Linked DNA regions of Cyprinus carpio: region 1 is linked to region 2. The links are chromatin contacts, called in public Hi-C maps. All regions are on one chromosome and are shown on one strand. Each heading gives the region's core, a stretch centred on a gene start, on an enhancer-like site or on the middle of the called end of the contact. The rest is flanking DNA. Distances are from core to core; before and after follow the strand shown.

Region 1 (2,700 bases), core at 103-2,602, 55 kb after region 2:
CATTCATTAGCAATTCAGTCTGAGTTTGAATGAATTTTGTAAATCCTTATCCAGTAATCAATCACAAATGACTGGAAAGGTCATAGAAAACTCATAGGAATTCATCACTGAATTTTTTTTTCGAATTTGACCTTTCACAAATAGTTCACACATTGCTCAGACAGCATTTGATAAACTGTTCTTCTGATACTGTAGAAAGACTGGTATCATTTATTTCTTTATTTGTATTTAGACTTGATGCTGAAGTAGCTGTGCTTTAGCTGTACATACGGGGCAGATTTTGGGCTTTGTGGTGAGCCGGCGTTGAGCACCAGAGTGCTGATGAATTTGATTAGAAGCGGCCAAAAGGCTTCGTTCACTCCCGCTCACACATTGTTAGCGACATTACTGCTTATGCATCAGTGCCCAGTTTCCTGTGAGTCAGTGTTAAAGCTTGCACAAGCTGTTCTCTCGTAAAGATTAGAAAACGCTCACCTCCCTGACACCTCTCAAATGCCTGGGTCACTCCTGCAGTTTCACAGCAACTTACCGGCCTGTAAAAAGCTTATCGACCCCATCAGATGCACTTCATAAGCTTTGTTACTGCAGGAATCTGCAGTGCCCTCTTTCTTTGTGTCAACAGCACTGTATCTGCATTGATTGATGTTTGAGGGCTTATTGAGAGAGAAAAGGGTTAGGCCAAACTTGAAAGTCTGATGTGGGCTGATCAGCTTTCTGCTCACACACGCTTCTGAACACACAATTGTAGGACGCTGAGACGGGAACAAAATGAGTGTTTGAGATGAGGAAGTGATGTACCGATGGAGTGCGTATCTGAACGTGTCTCAGATAAATGTCAGGAGCAAATACTAAATGCTAAAGAGTATTATAGCAGTAGTCCAGCAAGTCAAGTGACTAGGTTGTCACACTTATGGAAAATCTGGAAATATTAGAACATTTCAGAGATGTTATTTTTAGACATTGGAAGTGTTTTTTTGTACTTTTAATTAGATTTTTTTTTTTTATAATGAACTTTACATTTTTCTTTTTTGGTTTTTGATTTCTAAAATCCTTCTAAACTGCAAACATGGAAAATCATGGAAATATATTGTTCAAGGAATGTGGGAACCCTGAACTGAATACATCCAAAATGTCACCTTTCCTTGACAGCAGGCGTTTGTGTACATAAGTAGGTTGTAAGACAACATCTGACAGTTTTATCATAATCTAGAGCCAAAGCAGATTCTCAGCGAGTTTTCTTCCATGACAAGGCTTTATCTGTTTCCTGGAATGTGGAAAGTTCAGCTCAGTTGTGGCGATTTGCTTGTGTTTGATGTGTCTGTTCCCATGGTCACATGCCCTTGTGAAATATTTTCAGTCACAAAGCCAGGCGGTCTGTCTGTTTGACCATCTCCCCTGTACAGCACAGCCCACAGGACAACAGTAGAGGATTGTGAACTGTGGTGTCTGTCAGTGAGTACAGCAAAGAACGACAGTTAAAATAAGAATGTTGCCATTTATTCTCTTCTTTGTGTATCTGTTCTCTCTATGCAGTATTGATGTGTTGCTTTGAAGTCAGTTTGTAATAGGGAGCTGACCTTGGGTAAATGTAAAAACTGGAGCGAAACTGGAGTGGAATGATGACAGAATGCTTTGAGTAGGCATGGGAAATAGATTAGATTATACACTTTAATGATTTATTATCTCTTGTTTGTTATGTGATATAGGCCTTAATGCTGTTATTTTCAACCAGGGGGCCTTAGCAAACTTAAACCAGATGCCATTTGAAATAATCCAAAAAAAGTCAGATAAATATTTCAGATTTTAATTCACCCCCTTGACAACTTTTTCCCGCCTTTGGAAAACTAGGACTCTCACTATCTTGAAAACGCATAGATATATGAGGTAGTTTAATTTTAAAAGTTTGATTTCTAGATCATATATTATTTTTATTTTTATTCTTATCCTTAATTCTGAAAAACAATATGAAACATTAATTGAGCACCAAATCAGCATATTAGAATGATTTCTGAGAGATCATGAGACATTTTCTAATAACAAAAATAATAAAATGGTTATTTTAAATAAATGTAAACAAAATTAAAAAAAAAAAATAAATAAATAAAACAGTGGAAAATTAATAAATTATAAATGTAATAAAAGAATAATAAAATATAAAATGAATATATATATATATATATATATATATATATATATATATATATAATATATATATATATATATATATATATATATATATATATATATATATATATATGGCGTTACATAATCAGGATACAAAAATCTAGTAACTGTAACTCGTTACAGTTACATCAAAAACGGATTAAAAAACAGTATTCAGATTACAGTTACATTTTCTAAAAAGTGGGAATACTATCAGGATTACATTTGTTTAGTTTAAAATTAAATAAATGAGTATTTTGACAAAATAATGCTATTTAGGCGCTGCTTTATCATAATTCCTGGTTCTGTTGACCCTCACGTTGACGCGTGAGCCACCTGCTGGTGCGTGCGCAAATAACACCGTCCACAATTACTCTCCTCAAACGCGGGATGAGACGCTGCTACTCTACATTAATCAGGATGCTTCCTGGTGGGAAAAACGTTTTCATGTCTGGAAATTTCACAGTTATTTTGTTTTCAAAGAGGATAAAGGATATAACAAAGTTGTACAGTGTAAGCTATGCATGAAGACTCTTG
Region 2 (2,700 bases), core at 193-2,692:
AAAGCTCTTGGATTTCATTAAAAATATCTTAATTTGTTTTCGGAAGATGAACAAAGGTCTTGCTGGTTTGGAACAACATGAGGAAGAGTAATTAATGACAGAATATTCATTTTTGGGTGAACTATCCATTTAAGTAATCAATAAACAAAACCACAATACAGCAAGTAACAAATGCCTTATTAATAAAGTTAAAATTTATTTAGCAGGATATTAGATTGAGACATTAACAATAGTCAGTTATGAGAATTATTATACAGAAGTTTTATGAAATAACTACATTTTACCACTGTAGCCATCGCCATTCATGTTTTCTCATGACATTACAATGGTCAGGTGGTATAAGTTGTAACTCTTGAAAATTCTGAGTTTACAAGTAGTTGTAATTACAAGTTCTACAAGGACATGTCTAAAATTCGAAATTTCATAATTACTTAAATTCATCTACACGTATTGGGAGTGCCTTATAATGCCACAAACTAGGTTTTAGAACAGAGCCAATACGTTGCCACATTCTGTGACCTTGTGTAGTGTAGATGTTACAGATATTTTTAATTGTTTTCTTTTTTTAAGCATCTAAAAGCTTTCCTCAAACAGACAAAAGGATTCTGGATGAAATTATATGCTGATTAGTTTCATTCTTTGATTTCTTTACCTTGACAGTTTTTTGATTGCTCTTGTTTGTCAGCGTGCCAAAACTTGCAGTGTGTAACTGAACTCTAATGAACATTTCTCTGCTCTTTTGAAAACTCAACTTCAAGAGGAAATACCAAATTTCACTATGGTTACAACGGAGCATTTTATATCACCTGTATTGTAAGATCTTTAATTTCAGTTCTCAAAGCCTGATTCTTTTTTTCAAGTGTTATTTTCTCTCTGTGAATACTTAGTCTGATGTGAACAATGAGAGCATTATAACTCAAAGAGGCAGTCCAGCCATTACATGGCAATTATCTGTGGTAGTCACATGTGATTGAATGAGGAACTTAAACAAGACATTCCACAATTCAGTCTGCATAGAGGCTTGAACTCAAGGTCTCTCCATAGAGAGATCAGTTGGGGCATTAAAAAAAATACTGAATACTAAAATAATGGGGGAAAAATTAAGTTGCACATCTGTCATCTGATCATTGGCTTGTCCAGTGAGATACGCACTGACAACAGTCAAGAATGTTTTTCAGTCTTTCAGTCAGTGCTCTCTAAAATGTGCACATCTATTTATTCCCATATTTATTTATTATGTTTTATTATATTGTTAGTCTCTCATTTGATTGATTGCATCAATCCGTATCAATTTATCATTATCCCTAGTTATATCCCCTCAGTTTTAGAGCAACCGTGGGAAGTCTGTCTCATTTGTTTTGTAAATGGAGGCCTTGCAGCTGTTGAAATAATGGACCCACTTATCTGTTGGCCACCCAGTCCTCTGCAATATCTTCCTCCTTGAGTCTGTTTTCTATTATGAATCAATCCTTATACATGTTCACCAACAAACAAAGATACAGATAATACTAGCACTGTGGTGTTTTTATTTTTCTGAGTTCATGATAACTTTGTTTTCTTAACCTGGAAAGCTTCAAGAAGAGAAAGTCTTATTTTTAATCCTAAAAGATTTTCAGTCTTGCCCTACTTTCGTTTTTACTGTGTTGCATGATTGCACAATTGCTGTGGTTTCTCTTGAGCACAACATCTGAATGGTTCTTTTTGTTTAGTTTGGTGGAAATTGTCACCAGTGCACGCAGCCTTCATTTAAATGCTTGTTAAAGCATGGCTCCCCATGTTAACTGTAAATGCTACCACATTACATTGTTATTGACATTTTTGATTTACATGTCTGTCCTGAATGACTGCTGATTCTGAAATAACTCAATCAGACTCCATTATTGATTAAATTCTGTAATACTGAACTTTTACACTGGACTATCAAGACTGTTCACACCAAAGTATTCAGCAGAAAAAAATTGTCTGTTCAGACCAATTTTAGAAAAGCAGAAATGCCCTGGTTTTGTGTAACAGCAGCAGCTTTGGGCATGTAACCAAAAGTACAAATGTTGTTGGTTGGCCCAGTTTTCTTCGCCATCCGATCGAAAATATAATCTCTACATGAAAATGTTAAAATGTTTATTGCATCAAATTTTTGCACTGAATATTAATCTTTGGGTGAACTGTCCTTCATTCCAAAAAAAAAAAATCCTTAAAATGTAATTTCAGAATTTATATTTGGAAATATGGTTCCAGACCTGGAACATTTATCTGGAGCATCAGCCATACTAAACCAACCATCACCAGATGCCTTTCACAGGGCATTACTCCGGTGGAGTCATTTGAGATTCATTGTACAGCTAATGTTTTCCCCCACCCACATTAGTGGCATCATTCTGCTGTGTATTGAGTTGCTTGTAAAATACCACATCTTTAACTGTTTGATGACTGCTCGACTACGGGGAGGATGAACAAACACCCTCTAGCCAGAGTTCACCTTTGACACTGCACTGAAATCAGCTTTCGTCATAATCACACACTGCTGAAATAACCAGGCCACATGCAGATTTTTTTCAGCTCTGGGGAAAAAAAAAAATTATATTTAAATGGGAAGCTGGTTGTAGTTCAGTAGAGAGGGGCGGCTTCTAGCCAGAACCTTAAACCTACAAAAACTCAGGCCTCTCTTTCTGATGCATGATTTCATTCTCCTTTCCTTTTCAC

Evidence for each region. Hi-C and Micro-C count contacts between places; a contact is called where the count stands out from the background.
Region 1: a contact with region 2 is called in a Hi-C map of red blood cells, with 1.9 times the contacts expected there. The contact joins two enhancer-like sites. A contact is called at or near these places in 2 of 8 Hi-C or Micro-C datasets (liver and red blood cells).

Annotation. Positions count from the first base shown.
Region 1 is chrB5:13,068,234-13,070,933 of ASM1834038v1, forward strand. All of the region lies in intron 2 of LOC109110478 (protein FAM222B-like), which reads left to right. Among protein-coding and RNA genes, the nearest start is that of LOC109060367, 29 kb to the left of the region's middle. Within about 2 kb of position 1,353, at least 1 of the 8 cell types and tissues checked has an H3K27ac peak or open chromatin away from gene starts, as enhancers often do.
Region 2 is chrB5:13,013,424-13,016,123 of ASM1834038v1, forward strand. The region is part of intron 3 of LOC109060379 (flotillin-2a); the gene reads left to right. Among protein-coding and RNA genes, the nearest start is that of LOC109060379, 9.2 kb to the left of the region's middle. Within about 2 kb of position 1,443, at least 1 of the 8 cell types and tissues checked has an H3K27ac peak or open chromatin away from gene starts, as enhancers often do.